Linked DNA regions of Ovis aries: region 1 is linked to region 2. The links are chromatin contacts, called in public Hi-C maps. All regions are on one chromosome and are shown on one strand. The core of a region is the stretch at or near the end of the contact, and the rest is flanking DNA. Distances in the headings are between cores, read along the strand shown. Region 1 has its middle 2.6 kb from the start of NUAK2. Region 2 overlaps TMCC2 (transmembrane and coiled-coil domain family 2).

What was found. Hi-C and Micro-C count contacts between places; a contact is called where the count stands out from the background.
Region 1: a contact with region 2 is called in a Hi-C map of omental adipose tissue, with 6 times the contacts expected there. The contact joins two enhancer-like sites. A contact is called at or near these places in 16 of 16 Hi-C or Micro-C datasets (blood, hypothalamus, liver and 7 more).

The regions. Positions count from the first base shown.
Region 1 is chr12:2,942,954-2,947,999 of ARS-UI_Ramb_v3.0, forward strand. No RefSeq gene overlaps it. Among named protein-coding and RNA genes, the nearest start is that of NUAK2, 2.6 kb to the left of the region's middle. Within about 2 kb of position 3,063, at least 6 of the 54 cell types and tissues checked have an H3K27ac peak or open chromatin away from gene starts, as enhancers often do.
Region 2 is chr12:2,901,918-2,907,751 of ARS-UI_Ramb_v3.0, forward strand. TMCC2 (transmembrane and coiled-coil domain family 2) reads left to right here. Exons shown (of 5, transcript XM_015099129.4): 4 at 492-627; 5 at 867-2,211. The coding sequence ends at 1,178. Among named protein-coding and RNA genes, the nearest start is that of NUAK2, 38 kb to the right of the region's middle. Within about 2 kb of position 2,519, at least 12 of the 54 cell types and tissues checked have an H3K27ac peak or open chromatin away from gene starts, as enhancers often do.

The sequences.
Region 1 (5,046 bases), core at 1,813-4,312, 42 kb after region 2:
GTCCATTGGCCGGGCCGCCTGGAACGCGTGACCAGGGCCGCTGACATTGGCTCCCCCCGCGCTTTGCGGGGAGAGTAACAGTGGAGCCCCGCCCCCCGGGCTCCGGGGGTGACTTGCAGCGGCAGGGGCGCGCGGGGCGGCCGTTGGGGCGGCCGTTGGGGCGGGGCGGGCTGGGGTTGATGCTGCCGGGACCCAGACGCTTTGAGAGCCCCTACATTGCTCTGTGCCTCTCAGAGGCTCTTGGTACTGCCTAGAGCCACCTGTTGTCCTTTCATCGCGCTGTTCTCGGTTAGCCAGAGGCAAACTGACAATGATACTGTCCCCCAAAGGATTTCTCCATCCTGAGTAATTTGCTTCTCCCAAGTCAAAATCCATAAAGTCACTCCACTACTTCTCTGAGACCATAAGGAGGAAAAAGGGATGGATTGGAATGGAGGCAAACTCTCGAGTTGGAGGGTTAGGGGAGAGCCGTTTCAAGGTTCTGAGTTCTGCTTTCGGTCGGATCAACCTTAACTGTATCCCAGACATGCAGTTCTGGGAAGTTCCTACTTCTTCAGCAAATAAGGCTTCTAAGGTTGAGTGAGTTCCTCAGGATGTGGTAGAACTGATGAAGCAAGGGAAGGAGGCAGAGCCAAAGGGAAACATCCATTCATTAAAAAATATATTACACTCCTACTATTTAACTTGTAAATAGTTGCCCATTTAAGTTTTCCTTTTCTTTTTTTTACTTTTATTTGCATTTATTTTTTGCGGCATTTATTCCCAGGCCATAAGTTTTTGTTTCTTCAGTTTCTTCTGGGACATCTTTTTCTTCTGTGCAACCTCCTCTTCTGGTTTAGGAACAATCTGTTCTTTTTCAGTAAGGATCATCTCAGTGTGGCAGGATCAGCTCATGTAGGGGCTGATCCAACCGTGAGCTCTGTAAGTCCTGCGCCACATCTTGGGGGCTTTGTTCACTTGGATTTGCTCAATGACCAGAGAATATACATCTAAACCCTTAAGTTCAGCATTACTCTCTGCATTTTTGAGCATGTGTAGTAAAAATTCAGCACTCTTTTTGGGCCACCAACCCTGCGTCCAGCCCCGCTGTTTGGCCTGTGCACACCTACCAACTCCACCGTTGTAACGACGGAATGGCACACATTGCTTCTTTAAAGTGACATCCTTCAGGTACTTGGTGGCTTTCCGGATATGCATACCCTTTATGGCCTGTTTCACGAGTGTTCTTAAAGTGAATACGAAGATTTGAACCTCTTGATTTGCATGATTTTGTGGGGTTTTCTGGGTCAAGTGAATAGTGCACCATTTTTAGGGGTCACCTCAGGCCGCTTACCAGAAAAGGCTCAAATTTTCCTTTCTGTGATTTTTGAGCCTGGTTTTTAAGGTCTGGAGCAGAATCCTTAGTCCAGAATCCCCATTGTGAGTGTCATTTAGAGTGAAGAGACTACCCACAGGCTCGCCTCTTTCCTCTAAGTATGGGATGTAATGGGGAGAAAGGAACATTTCCCCCTGAGTCTTCATAGTAGTCCAGTCCTGTGAAGGGTGCATTATTCTGTCCAAGGCCACACAACTGGTAAGAAGCTGGCAGAGCTGGGATTCAGAAACCCCTGGAGGATGCTGCTGCCTCCAGCTGTGTATTCAGGGCAGGCTGAGGACCAAGAAGGACTAGACCCCCGTGACTGAATTTTGTATTTAGTCTGCCCACTTTCCTACTTCCACTGTCCTTTCTAGTGTGACTTAGGGCTGGAGAATGGGGCCCTTGGCTTCCTTTGTCGCTGCAGAGGATCCGCTTATTCAGGAAACCAAGCCCAGATCTGGAGAGCCACAGGAGGTGGTACCAACCCCAAACCTGGAGAGCCACAGGAGCTGGTAGCCAGTCTGGCATTCTCCTCTCTGAAGCCTCCCCTTTGGCTCTGAATCATCTGAAAGTAGAATGAGGTCCAGGTGAACGTTCCCCTGACCTGCTGTTTCCTTTCAGCAATGAGATTAGCATCCATTCCTGGGATCTGTCTGGCTGGGGCCATTTAGATAGATAAGGGCTCTCAAGAGGAGGCATGGGTAACATAAGAGCGGCCACAGGGCAGCGTGTTAGGACCCCTGAATTCTCGTTCTGACTGATACCTGCTGCGTCTGTGGCCTTTGATCCCATCACTTAGTCATTCTACAAATACAGGTGCCTACTAGGTACTACCTATGGATCTGAAGGTGACAGGGTGGCTTCTGCCCTCAGAGAGTTCTCCATCTAGTGAGAAATAAACAAGCAAATCCTAGAGGCAGATGTATCCATGAGGAGGGAGAACAGAATGCCCTTGGGGTGTATTTCAGGAGGGCACCTCTAGCCCTCTCTGGAAGAGCCTGGTCTGGGCAGCTTCCTGCAGACAGAGCCTTTTAGGCTGAGACCTGAAAGATGTGAGACAGCCAGATGAATCAGTATGTTCTCATAAGTAAGGTGAAAGAATTGTACAGATGAATCTAAAATTTCCTTTCAAGCTTGATCCAGATGCCTATGAAGTCCAGACTAATCTAGACCTAATCTAGACTCCAGGCATCCCGAATACACAGCCCATTGCTAGGCACAAAAAGGCACTCAGCACACGTTTATGAACTAAAAGAATGCATATGCAGTGGAATTCAAAGACTCGAGCGATTTCCCTCTGTTCCCACCTAAACCGACTATTGCAGGGGTGGGGGATGAGGCAGGGGTCGCCGAGAGGGGTCCCCTGTACCTCTTGGACCTTCCCCACCCCCACTTCAGCTTCCTTTGATCAGACTGTGAACCCCCTTTTAGGGGGCAAGCCGTGAAAGCCAAAGTCTTCAGAGAAAAGAGACCACCTCAGTTCCAGACAAGGTGACGGCTGGGCTTTAGTCATGAATAGACGGGGCTGCTGTCTGTCTGCAGCAGACAGGCTGGGGGGCAGACAAACAGACAGAGAGCCGGAACGGCATGAGACTCGGAAATGACCCTAACTGCTGACACTCAATGCTCGGACTCCTGGAAGGGAGACCTGGTCTGTCACAGAGTGAGAATGCCTGACAGAGGATGGGATTACGTCAGGGAGCTTGGCTGCAGGCAGATAGCGGGGAATTCCTGGGTCATGTGCGCGGATGTGCCTAGGCGGCTGGGCTGGGCGGAGCTGAGCCGTCCGGTTGAAGGTGGGCGCGCAGGAGCTTACCCTTGGTGATCATGGTGTGAGGGGCTCTGGGATTAATGGTTTACTGAGCCTGCTAGATGCTTCGCTGGGAAGACAATTAGAAACACACATCCGTCCCAGCCCTGACACACTTCACAATCTGTGCCTGTGTCTGGCTGGGTCCATATCAGCGGGAGCGGATGTTAAGACGGCTCAGAGTAAGGACTGCAGTGATGGGTTAAGCGCAGGGTGCCTGTGGGAGGGCTGGTGAGAGATATCAAGGCCATACTTTGGGGGTGAGGTGGGGAGTGGTGAGAAAGCAGTTCTCCTGGAAAAGAAATGGATCTCAGGTGACTCTTGAGGGATGGTCAAGAATTAGCTCCTTGCTCTCAGGAAGTTTACAGTTTAGCAAGGGATATAAGATAAGTAAACAATTTACCATCTAATCCAAAGCAGACAGTGGGAAGGCTCTCAAGACCAGCACATAACACAACATTGTAAATCAATAAAAATTTTGAAAGGTAAAATAAAAAATAAGAAAACTAGGTAGGTGGTTGGGCCGCTAGCACAAATTTAGGGCACAAGAGGAACACTTAAATGCTTGAAGAAAATATGAAGGGAAAACTTTCATGTGTTAACCAAAAAATAAGCAGCTTCTTGCAACCAATTGCCCTATGCCTCATCTCATATCACAAATTTCACATTCCTGTGTCTATAGTGTTACTTCTGTCATTCTCTTGGACAGATGAAAACAAACTATAATAAATTTAAATAATGTATGTATTGTTTTTAAGAGACAGGCACAAAATGCCACGTACGGTTAAAATGATGGGTCTTATTCTGGCTCAGGGGTTCGAGGGAGGGCTTCACAGGAGGCCAGTTGGACCAAAGGGGAAGTAAACTGTGATGAAAGACTTTCAGGGATGGGGTAGTGGGGTGAGAGTGAGGGGCGGTACTGAGAGAGCAGTAGGGGAGAAAGGTAGATGAGGGCCAGCTGAGCGCTCTATGGATCTGCTGAGCTTTGGGGGGGCTCCCAGGCCCTAGAGCATCTCCTGCCTTGGGATTTATCTGTGTATAGATGCCTAGACTCCTCTTTCCTTTTCTCTGGGAAAAGGGCTGGTGCAAGCTGGAGGGCTCAGCTTACCACTGCTTTGCCTGAGACCACAATCATTGTATTTCCCTTCCTCAGAGCTCTGAGTTATAACCCTCTGTAACTGTCACTCTCGGGTGGTGGACAGGATGGCCCTTTCTTTTTCAAGGGCTAGAGGAACTGCTTGATTGTGAACCTGCTCATTAGAAGCGGCCTTCCAAGACTGGGAGGTGGGCTCTGAAAAGAGAACTGGGACTGAATTCTTCATTTCTGACTCAATGCTGCCCTCTGCTGACAAAATCAAGTCTAGAGTGTTTTATGGAATGCCCAAAGCTGTGACCAACATCTGTTGGATCATAGAAAAAGAGAGTTCCCTAAAAACATCTACTTTTGTTTTATTGACTACGACAAAGCCTTTGACTGTGAGGATCACAACAAACTGTGGAAAATTCTTCAAGAGATGGGAATACCAGACCACCCAACCTGCCTCCTGAGAAATCTGCATGCAGGTCAGGAAGCGACAGAACCAACGTGGAACAATGGATGGATTCAAAACTGCGTCAAGGCTGTATATTGTCCCCCTGCTTATTTAACTTATATGCAGAGTACATCATGCGAAATGCCAGGCTGGATGATGCACAAGCTGGAATCAAGATTGCCGGGAGAAATAATAATCTCAGATATATAGATGACACCACCCTTATGGCAGAAAGAGAAGAAGAACTAAAGAGCCTCTTGATGAAAGTGAAAGAGGAGAGAGAAAAAGTTGGTTTAAAATTCAACATTCAAAAAATAAAGATCATGGCATCCAGTCCCATCACTTCA
Region 2 (5,834 bases), core at 1,269-3,768:
CGGATGAAATGTGCAGATGGTGCTGGTCCTTATCGGAAGGTTTGTGAGGAGGACCCCAGGAGGCAAGGTAGCTAAAGTGCCTAGCACAGAGCCCGCCTCTAAGAAGGGCTGTGTATATGCTTGTGTGTGCTAAGTCGCTTCAGTTGTGCCCAACTCTGCAACCTTAGGACTTAGCAGGCTCCTCTGTCTATGGGATTCTCCAGGCAAGAGTTCAGGAGTAGGTTGCCGTTTCCTTCTCCAGGGGATCTTCCCGACCCAGGGATTGAACCCACGTCTCTTATGTCTCCTGCACAGGCAGGTGGGTTCTTTACCACTAGCACCTGGGGAGCCTGCTGTGTGTATAGTAGCTTTCTTGTTGCTGTTAAAATTGGGCGGGTCTGGACACAGGGGGTGGATTGAGTCCTTGTTGAGAATGAGTGACATTGACCCTGGGGGAGGAGATGGGAGACTTGGGGAGCCAGGGCTGGCGTCACGTGTTCTCCCTCTGCCAGGTACGAGCGGCTGGAGGAACAGCTCAATGACCTGACCGAACTTCACCAGAATGAGATGACCAACCTGAAGCAGGAGCTGGCCAGCATGGAGGAGAAGGTGGCCTACCAGTCCTACGAGAGGGCCCGGGACATCCAGGTACATCAGCCCCGAGAGGAAGCTGGGAGCAGGCTGCTTCCGCCCCTTCCCCTTAATCAAGACTTCCACTTCCCCTCAGCCTCTCCAAATAGTCAGCATGAAAGGACCGGGGCCCCTTAGCTGCAGCTGACCACCCTCTGGAGGGGGGCGCCCTGGGCATCATCGCCTCCCGAGGAGCAGGTGGGGTTCAGACTGGAGGTCTCCCCACCCTAAGCTCGCCCGCCCCTGTGCCCCTGCAGGAGGCCGTGGAGTCCTGCCTGACCCGGGTCACCAAGCTGGAGCTCCAGCAGCAGCAGCAGCAGGTGGTGCAGCTGGAGGGCGTGGAGAACGCCAACGCGCGGGCCCTGCTGGGCAAGTTCATCAGCGTGATCCTGGCGCTCATGGCCGTGCTGCTGGTGTTCGTGTCCACCGTCGCCAGCTTCATCACGCCGCTCATGAAGACCCGCCTGCGCGTCTCCAGCACTGCCCTCCTGGCCCTCGTCCTCCTCCTGCTCTGGAAGCACTGGGACTCCCTCACCTACCTCCTGGAGCACGTGCTGCTGCCCAGCTGAGGGCCCCGTGCTCCCCCCAGCTCCCCGCTGGCCCCTGCTGCACCGGGGGGGACCCTGGGGCTCCTGAGTCTGTGGGGCATCTTCGTGTGTCCAGTTTGACCTCCTGCCCAAATTGTCCGTCCTGGCGACTTCCGCCCCCTTCTCTGTGTGTGCTTCTTCTGTCTGATGCCTTTTCTTTGTTGGCCTGAAGGGAGCGTCAAGTGTAGCCCCCACAGGAGGTGGGGGAGATGCCTGTGGCCACGCGGAGCTAAGGACCCGGATGGACTGTTTGGCAGGACTTCTCCCAGCAGACGCCTGGGGTCAGGAAGGCCGAAGAGAGCTTTCCTGGGGGGGAGCCCAGGCAGGAGACAGCTGCAGCCCCGGCTCATGGAGATGGCCGGGATGAAGACAGGAGCACGGGTGGCCTCCCCGGCCCAGGAGGCTCTCAGCTCACCCCTCCCTCCTCCAGAGCTGGGTCCTGGATGGGGCCCTTCTGGCATCTGAGGATGCCGGCTCTGCAGGCCGGGTGGCTGCAGCTTTGGGTTTGTGTTTTCCCTCTTCTTTCTGCTGGTCACTGGATCTGCTCTTCAGGGAAGGCGCCCCTGGGGGCCCCAAGCCTCAGCCCAAGCTCTTAGGGCTTTATTTATTTATTTATTTGTTTGTTCCTTGGTACCTTGTCCTGAGCTCCAGGGAGAGGGCCCCTGCCCGCCTCCTGGGTGCCCTCTCTGAAGCCAGGGCCGCGTCTTGGCCGTCGGGCACTTCCGTCGGTTTAGCTCTGGGTAGTCCCGGCTGGGGGCGGGGCCAGCCTCTTTTATACGTCTGTTGATTTTCTATGTGTGTACTCGTGTGGGGGAGGTCGTTGTGGCTGTATTTTTTAAGGCTCTGGAGTGTTGCGTGTGGTTTCTCTCCACATCCCAGTCTCCCCAGGGGCACTTCCGAGAAGAGAGGGGCTTTCTCACCAAAGGAGAGAGAACCTCTTGGGAACAGGGGAGGGGAGTGCCTGCCAGTTGCCGTGGACCTTCCCGAGAAATAAATCCTCCAGACTTTCAAACCACCCTGTCTAGTGTTGGTCATTAGGCTGTTTCCGTGGAAACCACCGAGTTGCTCCCAACACTCAAGTGTTCTGGGTAATGAGACCTTCTTCCTTCCTCTCAGATCTGACGTCAGCAGGTCCAGCCTTCCCCGTTTGCTTTCTGCAGCTGAAGCGCTGGCCTTGGTGATAGGGGGGTGAGATGGTGCCCACCCTGTCTGGCCCCTGCTGCTTTCTAGGAGGAGGAGAATCAGAAGCCACTGGAGGCCCAGAGGACAGCAGTCATGCCCAGGCATGGCCACAAGAGGGCAGCAGTGTCCTTACTCAGCACATCCTTGGGTTTCAGTCCCAGAGAGGAGCATCGGTTGGAGTTGGGTTGGCCTTATTAATGCTGTGTGGCTAGAGCAGAGGTTTGCTGGCTCACCAGGAGCCGGAGCATAGAGGCCAAGCCCATAGAGTGTCTGCCCTGACAGGGAAGGGCACCCGCGGAAGGTGCTGGATTCCCAGCTGGAAACCTGTGGGAGCTTGGTGGGCCCACCTGAGTCCCCTTGTCAGCAGGAGGCACCCCCGGCTTCATGGAAGTGTAGCGAAAGCACCGCGCACCCCCGAGACCTGGCTCACAGTCAGTGCTCCTGCGGCCAGTTCCCGTCTCTCTGGGCCTCAGTTTCCGCATCTGCAACATGGGTGGAGGAAGGGCTCTGACATCTGTGGTTCTGAAGGTCTGAGAAGTCAAGTCACAGCTGTACCCATGGCCGTGGGCTCCAGGGGCCTTTAGGGGTGAGGGACTGTGCCCTTAGTTGGATCGGAGTGAGTGCTGGGCTGGCACCTCCAGGAGGGCAGCTGGACGGCTCAGCTTCACCTTCTGTAACCAGGCGGGAGTCTCACCCGGTGACCTTGCAGGGCCTTCCAACAATGCCATTCCTGGGCCCCGCACCCACCTTCTCTTCCAGCCACACATGCACCTCCCTTGGGGGCCACGGGCTGCTGGGCCAGGAACCCGCATTCCTGGGCCCGAGGTGGGGGGTGGCTGCTGACATTTCACACATTCCTCCCCAAGGTCAGGTGCCCTCTCTGCACTGGTTCTTCAATGCCACTGCCAGCTGCAGTCCACACCGAGTGGGAGGGGGGAGGGGGGACATTCTCAGCAGATCCTGAGGCCGCAAAGCAAACAGCCCGAGGAGGGGGACGGCACCTGCCTACAGAGCCATCTTCTGCAAAAAAGAGGAACTGGCAGGCCTTATGTTGGCCTCTTTGTGACAAGGGGCTTCGTGCAAAGCCCAGCCTGACCAGGAGCTGAGTTTCCTTCTGACAGTCGCTGCCCTTCTGTGTTTGTGTCCGAGCCTCCCTGCACTCTGTAAACTGTGGATGAGTTGCTCTCGTTTGAACCCACCTGCCTCACCCGCCTGGGCTCACAGAGTGAGACGCTGAATCAGGGCCCACTGCCCTCTGGACTGCAGAACAGCAGGCAGCCTTTGTCCCAGGTCGCGTGTCCTCTCAGCCCCAAGCCCCACACTGGGGTTCGGAGGGCTCGGCCTGGCCGGCACATTCCCGCGGCTTCAGCCACCCAGGGCGGGGGCAGAACTGCCTGGGGCCGGGGCTCCAACAGCACTTGGCGGGTAGCTGGCCAGCCTGGAGCTGGCTTGTTTGCTGTGCCAGCTGCGTGGAGACCGTGGAGCTGCAGCAGGTGCAGCCTGGGCCAAGACCAAAGACCTCTGACGGTAGGAGGCAGAGGGTGCCTGCCTAACCCTCACCACGCAGAGCTACTCAAGGGTGATTCCAGGGTGGGGAGGAGAGACCTGGAGCCCCGGGGTGGGGGAAGAGGGGAGCTTTAGCCAGGGCGCCTGCTGGCTCTGTGTGGCAGGGCCCTCAGGTGGGGTCAGCTTTCCCGTGTAAGAGCCTGGGCTTTGGCGCCTGCGGACCTGGGCTCAAATCCAGCACCACCACTCAGGTTAGACCAGGTCCCCGGTGTCTCCGTTCGCTTCCTCCTCTGCCCATAGGAACGCAAACGATACCTGGCTCGCAGGTTTGGGGCGCAGAGGAGAAGACATTCTGTGTGTCAAGACCTTAGTCTTGTTCCTAGAACATGATAAAGGACTAATCCGAGGCAGTTATGACTCCTCCTCCTTCCTGAAGTCAGGGGATGTTCAAGTGCAGAACTGCTCAAGAGACGTCTACAGCAGACCCCGCAGATACAAGCGAGGCCGAGGGTGACTCAGGAGATTGTGGCCTTCAACTCTTGAAGGCCTGGTTGCTGAGAACCTGCTTATTCCACACACCTTTACCCTAAGACCTATAGACAAATCCAGTCCCAAGGAATCAGGCCCCAGCCTGAGCCAGGACTAGGTGAGGCCTGCCTGGCCCAGGACCTGTGAGTGTGGGGGGCCCTGCCTCCCCCAGACCATGGGCCCTGGTGTGCACTTGAGAGCCCGTATCTGGAGGCTCAGGTTTAAGTGGACGCCCAGCCACTCGGCACCAGCTATGAGGCTGCAGGCCTCTGTCCTCTCGTCTGAAATAAGGGCGCCTGGGCTGGCTAAGGGGCAGGGCGCTCGTGAGGCTCCGAGAAGATGTGGAATGTGGGTGCCTCCCTCCAGGTTCCCAATCTCTCTCTGAGGCAGATGCCTGTAGAGGCACTGCTGGGCCATCTGGGGTCCCCCACGGAGGAGGGCTCTGACCTGCTCTGGGGCAGGGCTTGAGAAAGTGACCGGCGGTGGCCTTCAGGCTGAGGCGTTGCAGCCACCCTCCCAGCGGAGCGGGAAGGAGGAGGCCCGGCCTCCACCTGGAGTGCTGAGACAGGAGAGGGGAGGGAGGGGAGGCTGGACTTGCCACAGCACATCCAGACCTGCTGGCAGGACCTGAGTCATCCAGCCGGCAGCAAGGACGGTCCAGGCCGGGGATGCCAGCGCTGCTTCCCAGCGTGGGTCCTCCCCGAGGTTTGCACCCCCCCGCAGCCCATCCCTGGGCCCCCACCTCCCAAGGCTAACTGTCCTGGGCCCAGCGGTGCTGGGCCGGCCACCCTGGCCATGACCCTGCCTCCGGGGAGCCACTCACTGATTGGCTCTGCTTCCACAGGAGATTTCACAAGCTCTGGGTGTCTCCCTGGGGCAGCAGGCCACCAGGGGTCCCCAAGGAAGGCTCTGACCTGCTCCGGGACAGGCCTGGGCAGGGCTTGAGAAGGGACAGCAGGGGCCCTCAGGCAGAAGTGTTGGAGCCAACCTCCCAAAGGAGCTGGGAGCTGCCTTGCTGCCCACCAGCTGCCCAGCCAGAAAGTTCTTTGATTGCCTTGTTCTTGGAGCAATTTCAGTGCATGGCTGGTAAGACCAGAGTAAAGGCTTTAGAAAGATCTAGCTCTCCGGCTGGTTGGAGCGCTCTGATCTCTGGGCTCCTAAGGAAGGCCGAATTCTGCTGCTGCTTTCTTGGGTCCCTTTGTTCTTTTTCGAGTGAGCCCAGCCCAGGCCCAAGCACTCAGAGTTGAGATGGAGGTGAGGAGGAGAGGACTTCCCATGAAACTGGGACTTAAAAAGACTCATGCAAGAGACAGGTCACCAGCACAGACCCGTCAGCTATCTCAGTCTCGTCCTCTCCTCATCTTCTCAGCCGGGCCGGGCCAGGCCAGGGATGGAGAGACCTGGAAAACAGCAGCGCGCATG